2 separate regions of the Sus scrofa genome follow, and region 2 is linked to region 1. Evidence: chromatin contacts called from public Hi-C data. All regions are on one chromosome and are shown on one strand. The core of a region is the stretch at or near the end of the contact, and the rest is flanking DNA. Distances in the headings are between cores, read along the strand shown.

Region 1 (6,565 bases), core at 1,887-4,386:
CCTCAAGTCTAGGTGCAGCACAGACCCCAGGGAGGGGTAGGGCACAAAGCTCTATTGGGCATATGTGAACTCAGGCCCAAACACAGACATGAGACCCCCACGCCGCTGCAGCCCCTTGTGCTCCCAGCCTACAGACACCAGGGCCACACCTCCTCAGATGTCACCGGGCCCAGGGACCTGTCCAGACCCCCTGGGAAAGCTGCCCTGGCCCCAGTGCTGTCACCCACCCCATAGCATTCTTCTGGGTCTTAGCAGCTTCCCCACACCCCACAGTCATTTCCCTTCTGTTCCCCAAGTGTCAAAAACCCCTAGGCACACTACTGAGTGCCAGGGTACAGAGCTGGGGACCCTGTGGCACTTGGGGCCTGCTGTGCGCCAGCAAAGTGTCCATCCCTGGGACCCTGTCTCCCATCAACACAACATGTGTGCCCGCCATGCCAGGGCTACACCTCACCTCAGACTGCAAAAGCACCATGAGGCTCAGGGGCACAGCCACTGGGAGCCCAGGCTGTGGGCTCCCCAGCACCCCTCATCCAAACACCTCTCTAGGGTTGTCCCACTTCCACCCCCGGCTGCCCCAGCCATCTTTGGAGCAGCCACCAAGTGCAGAGCTGCAGAGCAAGCAGTGCAACGGCCCTCGGTGTCCCTTGCGCCGGCTCTCAACTTCAGGCTCTGGGCTCCCAGAAAGCTGCCTGAGCCAATGCCACACTGAGTCTCCTTGGCCCCCAGTAGTGACAACTGGGGAATAGACATCCTAAGAAGGGACAGGGCTTCACTTGCAGGGAGATCAGGTGGCCCAGCTGGGCCTGGGTACTCTCAGCGGGGAGGATGAGGTGTGGGCAGGGCAAGGCTGGAAGCACACTCAGGCCTTCTCTCTTCACTCCAACAGCCCTCTGAGGCAGCTGCTAGGTCCCGTCCCCATCCCCATTCAACCACACCCAGGAAAGAGAGGCAGGTACCATCAACAGGAACAACAGGTCTAAACAAGGCCACCCAAGGCGGTGGGCAGACCCATGACTGCCACCTGGTCAGCCCACCTGACGGAACCTGTGCTTACTGGGGCCTGGCCTCTGAGAAAGCCCTGGGCCTGCCAACATGCCCTGCCTGCGGACACTCCATATCTACCATGTGCACAGCACCCTCATTTCCTGGGAGAGATCTAGTCTGGGCCTGTGCCCCCACTGCAGAGGTATCCACTCAGCTGGCCCGTCTGGTTCCTGCCCCCACATGCCCGCTCCAGGCCGGCATCCCAGGCTCCTCAGCACACACACACTCCCATGGAGCACAGGGATTGCCTCATCTACCCATCTAATAGGCAAGGAGACTGAGGCTCAGGGTCGTGAGTTGCTGGGAAAAGGACCCATACGCAGCCAGGGTGCCTGATGGGTGTGCTGCGACAGCAACTACCCCTTCCTTTCAGTCACAAGTAGGAAATCAGCCCAGACAGCAGATATTGAGCCAGCCTTGGGGCTAGCTTCCCAAGAAAAGAGGTCCCCGTGCAGGGGTGCCAGTGCTGGCTGGGACCTTCCACTGTCTCCAGGTGAAGAGCCAACCTTTCCATCCCCGAAAACACCAGGTGTGCCCCTTACTGAAGTCACCTGCCTACCAGGCCTTGTCAAGTCCCACCCCAAACACACAAGCAGGTCTCCTCCCCGCCATTATGTGCTCTTCCAGAATTTACCAACATTCCAGACTAAATATTTGCCAGTCACTCTTTAATACTGACTTCCTATAAACTCTGAGAGCAAAGGCCAAAGCTAGCTTGTCACCACTAGATCCTGTGGCCAGGAAGATCTGAACCAACCCAGCGACAGCCAAAAGGTCAGGGTCCTTCAGGTCCACCAAGTGGCCATTCCAGTGCAAGACCCAAGCCCTGTGCTGGCCCTGAGAAGGGAGGCCAGAACAACTAGCCACTTAGACTGCTCAGCCCCAGTTTCCTAATGCTCTGGAGTGATCCTGAGACCCAGGGCTTGTCCTGGGGCTCACACCAGCTGCAAGGAGCTGCATGCAACTAATCCAGGCTAGTGGGCTGTACCAGGACCTGCCCCTTCCTACTGCAGTTGAGCAAGACCAGTCCCAGAGCTGGGGTGCACAGGAAGCCGGAAGAGGCAGAAGCAGGACTTCCGGGAGGCTGGAGTCAGGGAAGAGGGCAAGTCCCCCAGCTCCCCAAGTCGCTCACGCACCCGGGATTTCAATTTATTTTCCCCCGCCCAAACCCCTTGCCTCTGGAAGCCAAACCATCCCTACCCTTTCTCTCCGCCTGGGCCTAGGCACCCCTCTCCACTCCAAACCCTGACTCCAGCTCACTTTCCTTCTCTGTGTTTGGGATACTGCCCACCGACTCCTCCCGGCTTCCCCCGGCGACTCCACCGCTGGGAAGGCAGGTATAAGTCTGGCCCTGGAATTAGCCAGGTGACCACGGAGAGTAGGTGCTCAATAGGGCCTCGCCACCTGCAGTTCCTCCTCTCGGTCACCCACACCTCCCTCTCCCTGCTCCCTGGGAGCTGGCCCAGTAGCAAATGTCAGGAACAGAGCCGGCATGAAGCGCGGTACCTTCGGTTTTCTAGTCGTGAAAGTGAGGGAGGGTCGGCCGGGAGGGAACACTGCTCCCATCCCGGAACTTCCGGGCTGAGGGGCCCGGAAACGGAGCCTTTCACAAGCAGCCCTCCAGCGGCCTCCACCTGGACGAGGGCGGAAGACCCATCGGACGAGACTCCCAGCCCCCGGGAAACGTAAGAACACAGGCTCCGGCCGCCGTCAGGCCCCGGAGAGCGCTGACTCCCTCCCACGAGGCGCCCGCGGCGCCGACCCCACTCGGGATGGGCTCCCGCTCCCTTGGCCGCCGACCCCGCTGCGCCACCAGGGCAGGCCGCTTCCGGGCCCTCAGTTTCCCCGTCCCGGCCAGCTCGCCTCAGTCCGAGGCAGAGGCCCCCACCCGCAAGGCCTGGGCCTCACCGGCAAGCGCGGCACGATCTCGACCGAGCAGCAGTGGCAGAAGTACCGTCCGGGTTGCGGCGACGCCTCGGCCATGGCCACCTCCGCCTCCTCCGCGCCGCCCGCCCCCCGCGCGGCGCCCGCCGCCGGCCGTTTGCTGCTCCCTCGCCGGCCGACGCGCCCGCGCACGCTCACGCATGGCACGCACGGCACGCACGGCGTGAGGCTAGGAGGGGGTGGCAGAAGAGGTGCAGGCAGCTGCCTGCGCGACGGTGGCCGCCGAGGGGCAAACTAGGAGCGGGCTCCAGGCCAGGGTGGGGCCAGGCTGCGGGAGGAGGCCGAGGGGTGGAGTCTGCATGGGGAAGAGCCGAGTCGCCTAGGCAACCTGGAACGGGGTGCTGGGGGCGGGTCGGGTCCGGGGGGCGGGGCTACAGGGAGTGCGGGGGCGGGGCCTGAGCTGGGCAGGCCTGAGCAACTCATCTACAAACCTGCAAAGCCCCAACTTCCTTTATTACTTGCTTCACCATTCTCTCACCTCTCTGTCCTCACTGCTCCTGGGACGCTCCAGCGCGTTCTTACCTCCAGGCCTGTGCACTGGCTGTGCCCATGCTTGGTGCACCGTTCCCCAGACATTTCAAGTCTTTGCTTATATGTCTCACCTGTTGAGGCGCCCTCTGCAATGGCACTTGTTTCCACCTGATAAACTGTAGGGACATGTCCACAACAGAAGCGATTTTGTATCTTCTTCCGAGCTAAACTCATGCACACATGCATTCCATGAACACTTGTTGAATGAATGGAGACAGGAGGCCCAATCCTGGATCAAGGAGGCCTGGCCTCCCGTGCCTCAGGGTGATGCCTGGGATAAGAAAATTTGAGGTGGAGTTCCCGTTGTGGCGCAGTGGTTAACGAATCCGACTAGGAACCATGAGGTTGCGGGTTCGGTCCCTGCCCTTGCTCAGTGGGTTAACGATCCGGCGTTGCCGTGAGCTGTGGTGTAGGTTGCAGACGCGGCTCGGATCCTGCGTTGCTGTGGCTCTGGCATAGGCCGGCGGCTACAGCTCCGATAAAACCCCTAGCCTGGGAACCTCCATATGCCGCGGGAGCGGCCCAAGAAATAGCAACAACAACAAAAAAGACAAAAAAAAAAAAAGAAAGAAAGAAAATTTGAGGCCTTCCAGGTGTGGCCTTGTTCCCATGATGCACCTTGGGGTGAGCAGAGGACAGAAAACCTAACCCCAACCCCCAAATTAATCAGCAGGCCAAGATCATTGCTGAGGTTAGTTCCAGACCAATCATTTATTTTACTTTATTTTATTTTTGTCATTTTAGGACAGCACCTGTGACATACGGAAGATCCCAGGCCAGGGATCAAATCAGAGCTGTAGCTGCCAGCCTCATGGCAACAATGGATCCTTAACCCACTGGGTGAGGCCAGGGATAGCACCTGTGTCTTCATGGATCCTAGTTGGGTTTGTTACTGCTTGGCCACAACGGGAACGCCCTTACATTTATTTCTTTATCCACTCAACAAATATTCATTGAGCTCCTGTTGTATGCCAGACCCTTTGCTAGGTGACACATCAGGGGAAATGACAGGCTCAACAGGCAATGAAAATGGTTTTCTGAAATACTCTATGGCTGGAGGAGACAGAACTGGTTACAGACACCCCAGCTCTATGAAGTTGAGCCAGAGGATGAGTCCCTAAGGTGGTTTTGGTTCTGCCTCCGGAGACAGACAGGACTTCCTAAGAGAAGGGACACTGGAGCCAGAGCTTTGGGGAATGAATAGGAGTTCGTTGGAATTGGGCTTCTTGCTGAAGGGAGCACTGGAGCCAGAGTGTCAAGAAATTAAAAATTGGAGCCCGTGCATAAAATATCTTGAATATCAAGAAGCTAGGAACAAGGACTTGAATGCCAGCCACCATCTTGTATCCTTCAAGGCTGGGGTGTGATTCCAAGCCATTCCTGCTCTGACCACCAGAGAGCGCCCCCCACCCCATTGCTGGGAATCCAGGCACACCACACCCCCATCCCAGATCCCAGGAGGAGCTGTTTGCTTCAGGCCTCTAATGCCTAACCCCTGGCTTGTCTCACAACAGAGACATTTATTGTGAATAAGTTTATGAGGTACTGCCCAAGAGACCTTGGAGTCAGCAAGCATGCATTCAAATCCCACCAAGTCACACTGGCTGTGTGGCTCTGGGTAATTCACTTAACCTCTCTGGGCAGATGACAGAAACTACCTCTCAGAGTTTTGAGACTGGATTAGGCTTGGGGCACCTGTGGGTACCCAAGGCACTTCCTCACTGGGCCCTGCTGCTGCCCTGAGTTCATCTGCTCCTTTCCTACCCTCCCCAACCCAGTCTCATTGGCCCTCAAAAGTGGTCTGAACTGGATCCCACCTCAGGGCCTTTGCCTGGTCATGCCCTATGCTAAGAGTATGGAAGTACCTTGCTTTTCTTTCTTTTTTTGGCCACACTTGCATCATGTGAAAGTTCCCCAGGCCAGAGATCAAACGGTTCCACAGCAATGACAACACTGAGTCCTTAACTGCTAGGCCAATAGGGAAATCTGGGGGTGCCATTCTGACTGTTCCTTCTCTTTCCCTGCTTCTCAAGAGGCTGCTCCGACCCCTTCCTGGGGAGCCCCCATCCTCTTCTGCACCCAGCTGCCCAGTGTCCTCTTCCCTTCACCCCACAGCTGTCCCCAGACCCAGGAGTTCTCAATGGCATCTCCTAATAGGTGAAGCCAGTACCCAGCATATATAGGTGCTCAAAAGAGTCTTGAATAAAGAACAGTTAGTGATAAGTTCCCTGGTGGCTCAGCAGGTTAAGGATCTGGCATTGTCGCTGCTGTGGTGTGGGTTTGATCCCTGCTGGCTGGGGAACTTCCATATGCCACAGAGGCAGCCAAAAACAAAACCAGAAACAAATCCTTTGGAATTCAGTAATTCGGGATCCAAGCTGTGCCTGCAACATACACCACAGCTCACAGCAATGCTGGCTCCTTAACCCACTAAGCGAGGCCAGGGATTGAACCCGCATCCTCATGGATACCAGTAGGGTTTGTTAACTGCTGAGCCATGACGGGAACTCCCATATTTAGTATTTTGACTTCTGTCTTTTTTTCAAATCTATATTTGTTGGTTTGTGTTTTTTATTTCTATTTTTTTCTTTTGCATTTGTGGGGGGTTGTTTTTAAATTTTTAAAGGTTTTTTTTTGGGGGGGTCTTTTTTGTCTTTTTAGGGCCACACCAGCATATGGAGGTTCCCAGGCTAAGGGTCTAATCAGAGCTGTTTCCACCAGCCTACACCACACTCACAGCAATGCCAGATCTGAGCTGCATCTGTGACCTACACCACAGCTCATGCCAATGCCAGATCCTTAACCCACCGAGCGAGGCCAGGGATCAAACCTGCAACCTCATGGTTCCTAGTTGGATTCATTTCTGCTGCGCCACTACAGGAACTCCTAAATTTTTAAAGTTTTTTTTTTTTTTTGCTGCTACCTTCAGAGTTGTGTTTTTTCCCTTTGTTTTTCACTTTTTAATTAATATATTTTGATTTCTGGAATTGGTTTGTTTTTAGCTATGCTGTTGACACCCACACAGTAACTCCCCGGAGTTCTG
Region 2 (6,565 bases), core at 2,401-4,900, 110 kb before region 1:
CCACCCCTCAGCTCCATCATAGTAAAGTCTAGTACTCTAAGGCCCTGCTCTCTGAGCACATGTTGCCTGCCATGCTCCTTTACAGTTGAGGAAAGTGACACACAGAGATTTAGATGCCTGCTGAGGGGAATGGGCAGCAATGGACCTTCACCCCTTCCCTATTCACTGGGGCACCCTGAGATTCACCCAAGTGGCCCAAGATGGGGCTGGGAGCAGTCTTGGCCCAACCACATGGTCCAGATGGAGAGGCTGAGGCAGGGGAGGCACCTAGGCAGCAGGGAGAACAAATGCTCCCCTGTTTCCAGTCCTGCAGGGCCTGACCTCCCCGGAGCCCTGTGTCACAACCTCCTTGGAGTCCCCCATCACAACCTCCCCTGAGACCCCAGAACAGACCTCCACCCACAGCCCCAGAAGTCCCGACCCCGAGCCAGGGAACAGCTCCACCAGGCCCTGCCACCCAGAAATCCACCAGGTGTCAGCACTGGGAACTCTGGAGTTGCTGTGTGAGGCGGCCTGCGGCCCAGGTGTGGCCGTGCACTGGACCCAGGCTCCCGGTGGGCTGGCAGCCTACAAGACAAGGGAGGCCGGGGCCCAGGCTTGGCTTACCAGCGGGAGCACGCTGTGGACTGAGTGCCACCCTGAGGGCTGGTTCCAGTGTCGCCTGGACCCAGGGGGCCAGATGGCCAACCTGTACCTGGTCCCAGAAATCTGTGAGTCTGGGGGCTGGGGTGGGCACTGGGGGAGGCTGGGAGGCAGGGAAACCTCGTGTCTGGATTTTAAACCGGGAGGCACCCTGCCAGCCTATGTCCCCAGCTGTCTGCCATGCTTCCCTAACACTGTTAAGTCATAGCTGCCTGCATGGCGATAACTGTTAAGTTTCTGGGACCATATAGATGTCACAGTAGTTTGTAAATTCTGACCTCTATGGACTGCAACAGCCTGTGGAATAAAATAAAATATGACCACTTCGGTAATTTCAGCTTTTCTAGTAGCCACATTCAGGAAAAAAAAAAAAAAAATGGAAAAAGTCTGATAAGGAGCTCCCTTGTGGCTAAGTGGGTTAAGGATCTGGCATTGTCACTGCTCTGGCTCTGGTTACAGCAGTGGCACAGGTTTGATCTCTGGCCTGGGGGATTTCTGCTTGCCGTGAATGTGGCCAAAAAAAAAAAGTCTGATAATATATTGCATCAAATCTAGTATATCTCAAATATTATCTTCTCAACATGTAACCTACAACAAAGCATGAATCAGTTTTTTTTTTTCAAACTAAGTCTTCAAAATATGATGTGCATTTTACATGAACAGTGCTGTCCATTCAGAATGGCCACGCTTTAAATGCAGTCCTCACAAGTAGCCCCTCACTGGACAGCCTACTTCTCACTATAAGGTCCTATGAACTTTTCAAAAGGTTTACTCTAGGGAGTTCCCGTCGTGGGGCAGTGGTTAATGAATCTGACTAGGAACCATGAGGTTGCAGGTTTGATCCCCGGCCTCGCTCAGTGAGTTAAGGATCTGGCATTGCCATGAGCTGTGGTGTAGGTCACAGATGCGGCTCATATCCTGCATTGCTGTGGCTCTGGCATAGGCCGGCGGCTACAGCTCCAATTAGATCCCTAGCCTGGGAACCTCCATATGCCACAGGTGCAGCCCTAGAAAAGACCAAAAAAAAAAAAGTTTCACTCCAAAGGTCTTTGGAAGTTCCTGTTGTGGCTCAGCAGTAATGAAGCCAGATGATATCTGTGATGATGCATGTTCAATCCCTAGCCCCACTCAGTGGGTAAAGGATCTGGCGTTGCCATGAGCTACATCGCAGGTTGCAGATGCAACTTGAATCTGGAATTACTGTGGCTGTGGCGTAGGTTGGCAGCTGCTACTCTAATTCGACCCCTAGCCTAGGAACTTCCATATGCTGTGGCTGTGGCCCTAAAAATTAAAATAAAATAAAATAAGGGCCTTTGGATAGTCCAGCGATTTTTGTACATTTCTAAAGACATTCTAAATGGTGAAGTCCTTTGTAAAATGTTAGGGGACTCGGTGAATGTGGGAGCCCTTAGCAGACTCTGCTAAGCTGCTCCCCAAACCTGCAGGGGTGTAAGGGCTCCCTTTGTATCTTGCCCCAGGCTCCCTGCCAGCATCTGCAGCCCTATGGACGGGTAGCTTGGTGCTGGGGCTGCTTCTCCTGGTGTTCCTCATCTACCGCCTGTGGAAACGCTGCCGGCCCACCAGCTGATGACCAGGCCTACGCTCCTCTGGGCCTCCGGCGCCACCTGGACCACAAAGAGGAGGACTCTTTCCACTCAGTTGCAACGAGAGGACATTGACAGGGTTATGGACAGCAGAGGGGCTGACCATGCACCCTTTACCTTGATGGCAGCACATCCAGGCTTCCCAGCTGGCTGGGCTTCCCCTCAGTGAGGCCCCTGGGGAGCCACCCCAACAGTGCAGAGCTGGAGAATAAAGAGCATCTGGCCTAACTTTGGCAGTGGTTCCTGTGGTAGAACAGACATTGGAATCCTCTACACAGCTCCAGGCATCCTCTGCTCTGGGTGACTCCCCAGAGAGACAAGGAAGGACAGACACCCCAGCCCCACCTGGCCAGGGCTCGGGGAGAGGTGTGCACTCTGCCTGCCTGCTGCCCTTCCCTGGGGGGGAAACGGGACACTGACGCTAAAAGAATAATTAGGAGTCCTCAAAAGAAGCGGAGAAGAGAGAGTGCCCTGGTGGCTCAGCGGGTTAAAGACCCTGTGTTGTCACCACTGTGGCACAGGTTTGATTCCTGAACTGGGAATTTCCGTGTGGCCAAAAAAAAAAAAAGCAGCAGCAGCGGAGATTTGTTGGGGATGGCATGGGCAAAGACAGACAGAGGTGACTTGTTAAGGGAAATAGCATCTCTTTGCGAATGGCTGTGGGCTAAGGTGGCGGGAAAGGCAAGACAGAGGGGCTGGATATGAGATTGGCAGGACTGTAGATGCCAGGGACTTCAGCCTGCTATAACTGGGCGCTCTGAGAGAGTTGAGAGTTATAGAGGATGCAGGCGACAAAGATCCCTCTGGTGGGAAGGAAAGGTAATAGCCAGGGGCGAATAATTGGGAACCGTGAGTACTCCACTCACTCAGCAGGCGCGTACCGGGGACTAAGGGCAGAGGGAGCGCAGAGTGGACCCCGAACACAGTCTGGTGCATAGAGGGAGCTTTTCCCCACGAAGTGCTACACAGTCAGACGTAGACTGAATTAGGCTGAGCACAAACGCTGAGTTGAAAATCAGAAAAGGGAGGGGGACATTACTTAGTCCTGGAGGTGGGGTGGAGCCATACCGCCTATGCTCAGCAGGGCGTCTTTGGTAACCAAGGAGACCGGTTGCCAGGGCACCGTGCTAATGAAGGGCTCGCCCACTACCAAGATGGCAAGCAATCCAGCTTCACACCAGAAACCAAGCCCTTCCTAGGGATCCATTTTGGAGTCTGGCAAAATTTAAGTTCCTGGCCCAAGCCAGGAAAACCAGCCAGCACACGTAAAGAGGAAACCTGAGAGAGAATGCCAGTTAGAACCTAGGAGAAAGAGTGGCCTGCGGTGGTGATTTCCCAGTATCCCAGCGGGATCCGGGTGCTCTCTGCCCTTAACCAAGATGGCCGGCCCGAGTCGCTAGCGTACTGTGAAATATGGCGGCGCTTCCGGCCCTGTCGCCCTCAGCGAAGATGGCGGCAGTGGAGAAGCGGCGGCCGGCGATGACCCAGGCGGCCAGTATCACGGACAGCGGCCGGCCAGGGGTCTCCCGAGCAGCTGTGACGGCCGAGAGTGAGGAGGACTTTCTGCGGCAGGTCGGCGTGACGGAGATGCTGCGCGCGGCCCTGCTGAAGGTGCTGGAGGCGCGACCCGAGGAGCCCATTGCCTTCCTTGCACACTATTTCGAGAACATGGGCCTGCGCTCGCCTGCAAACGGCGGCGCCGGGGAGCCCCCGGGCCAGCTCCTGCTGCAGCAGCAGCGCCTGGGCCGCGCGCTATGGCATCTTCGCCTGGCTCACCACTCCCAGAGGTGCGGGGCTGGGCCGGGCCCGGGCGGGTAGGGGATGCGGCCGGACCTCAACTCCCAGCGTGCTCCGTGCTGCTCGCTCCCCGCCTCGGCGCCGGCGATATAGCGTGGGGCTTGCTGGGAACTGTGGTCCGTTGCCCCTGGCGCGGGGTGGGCGCGCACTGCTGTCAGCTGGAGGTTCCCGGCTCGGCCACCGAGATGAGGGCCAGTGCTGCGAGCTCTGGTCGACTTTGTCTTTTGTGATGCCTTTTTGCAGGTGCTGAGCTTCCCTTTGCAGCCCTAGGGCAAGGCCTCCTGCGGGCAGGAGGGGTGTCCGGGAAGGGGCCTGCATGACGCACAGGGAAAGGCCAGCAGGCGCACTGGCCTGGAGGCTGTAGGGCTGCAGTGTGGGGGTCCACAGGGGAAGGGAAGGCCGTGGAACTTTCGCATGGCGGTGTGGAGGGGATGGTGCCTGCCGCCCACCCCCACCCCCAGCTCTGAGCCCATAGAAGGGGATTGAGAAACACCCGTTGAATGTGTGAGCCATACCACGTGGATGGAGAGAACCAGCATCAACCAGACAAGGTTGCTGCTGGATGTAGGTGGGCTGGGACTTAGATTGGGGGTTCCCCAGAAGCAGAGCCTGAGGCGAGCATTCACATGGGGATCACGTTATAAGAAGGTGCTCTCAGAGAACTCAGGAAGGGGAGGAAGCCAGGCAGGGGAGAGTTTCAGCCTAATCCCCCAGCCCCCCTATCTGGAGGCAGCTCCTAAGAAGGGGAGCACAGAGAGGCTTGGAGGAAGCCTGGGTGTGGGGAGGGGTATGGAGAGCAGGCACCCATGCAGAGTGCCTGTCTGTGCCACAGGGGGAAGGGGGGAGTGTCCAAGGTGACAGCCAGAAAAGGGGGTGGCCAGAGATAGGGACCTGGCAGGGAGCAAGCTGGTGAGCGTCCAGAGCTCAGGGCACATGCTCTGAAGGTCGAGTTGCTGCTTTTGCTGGGGCCGAGGTGGCAGGAGTTGTGCAGGGAACAGGAACAGGAACAGGTCCCTGAGATGGGAGGTCACACTGGTTCTGAGGGGAGCTGAGTAGGGGGCTGGGAAAATCTTGCAGCAGAAAGGTGGGCAGTCAGGTCTGCAACGGAGACGTGACAGGGGCAGGAGGTTGTCACTTGGGAGGGGTTATGAAGGCCTCGGGGGAGCTGGGAAGAGCCCAGGATCCAACTCTGAGGGGCCACAGCCTCAGCAAACCCACAGCAAAGCATGAGAAGGCCGACCAGACATGGAGGAGGGAACCAGAGGAGAGGGGCAGCCCAGGACAACTTCCAGGAGGAAGAGTCAGTAGCAGGGTCGTGTACAGTTTTTTAGGTCAGGTACTGCACAAGCCACCCACCCCATAGACATCACAGGCGGGGACTTTTGTGTGAAGCCTTCTGGCAGAGCTTCTAATTCACACAAAGGCACCTTGTGAGCTGTCGGCAGCCCTGGGTCCAGTGGCTCTGTAGATGAGGGTTGAGAAGTGTCCTGGGTTTTGAACAAAGGGAGCTGTTTGAGTTTTCCAGGGCTGCTGGAACCACTTATCACAAACTTGGTAACTTAAAACAATAGAAATTGCAGCTTACCATTGTGGTGCAATGGGATCCACGGCATCTCTGGAGCACTGGGACGCAGGTTCCATCCCCAGCCTGGCACCATAGGTTATAGATCCAGTGTTGCTGCAGCTGCAGCATAGGTCACAACTGCAGGTTAGATCTGATCCCTGACCAGGAAAATCTGAAATCAAGGTGTGGCAGACTCTGGTCTCTCTGGTGACTCCAGGGGAGGGTCCTTCTTGCCTCTTGCAGATTCTGGGGGCTCCAAGCATCCTTGGCCTCTGGCTGCATCACCCCAGCCTCTGCCTCATCTTCCGTGGTTTCTTCTCTGTGTCTCTGTCTCTCTCTCACAAGGACACTTGGCACTGGATTTCAGGCTGTCTCACTTCATCTCCAGATCCTGAACTAATTATACCTGCGGAGACCCTAATCCCTAATAAGCCGCACTCACAGGTTCTGGATGGACATGCATTGGGGGCCACTATTCATTGCACTGCAGGGGTGTTGGGGTGCTGGCTGGGGACACAGAGGAACAGGAGTGGGCAAGACCCATGGCAGGTGCTGGTGGCCATGTTCCAGGGCTCCAGGGTGCGCCTGATCCCCCCAGAGACAGGGCTGGTAGGGGACTCAGTGGTGGGTTCAGTCAGTTGCCCCTTAACCTCTGCTGACAGGTCAGAAGCCAAGGCCAGGTCAAGGTGAGTCCTGGGTGTGAGGGGTGGTCCCCCCAGGCCAGACAGCTTTGTCCCGAGGCAGAGAGGTAGGCTGGAGCACCATGGGGCCATTCTTGAGAGTGTCCTCAGCATGAAAGATTTGGGGAGAATGTTAAAAAACCCCTCTGCTGGTGCCTGAGAAATCAGAAGTGCTGGCCACTAGGACTGGTCATGGTGGTGCTGGCATCGCATTGGCCCTCGGAGCACACACAGAGCTGACTCCGGACCTGCAGGGGCCACCAGGGGAGAGCGCCAGA

Evidence for each region. A called contact is a pair of places that touch in the nucleus more often than the background predicts.
Region 2: a Hi-C map of liver shows a contact between it and region 1, with 6 times the contacts expected there. The contact joins the promoter of TPGS1 here to the promoter of RNF126 in region 1. A contact is called at or near these places in 4 of 47 Hi-C or Micro-C datasets (embryonic fibroblasts, heart right ventricle, liver and 1 more) and 1 of 2 datasets of contacts at active chromatin or transcription factors (alveolar macrophages).

The regions. Positions count from the first base shown.
Region 1 is chr2:77,669,873-77,676,437 of Sscrofa11.1, reverse strand. RNF126 (E3 ubiquitin-protein ligase RNF126) reads right to left here and starts at 3,136. Exons shown (of 9, transcript XM_021084297.1): 1 at 2,956-3,136. The coding sequence starts at 3,030.
Region 2 is chr2:77,780,519-77,787,083 of Sscrofa11.1, reverse strand. TPGS1 (tubulin polyglutamylase complex subunit 1) reads left to right here and starts at 3,650. Exons shown (of 2, transcript XM_021084307.1): 1 at 3,650-4,033. The coding sequence starts at 3,660. It overlaps MADCAM1 (mucosal vascular addressin cell adhesion molecule 1), which reads left to right. Exons shown (of 5, transcript NM_001037998.1): 4 at 306-710; 5 at 2,121-2,474. The coding sequence ends at 2,230.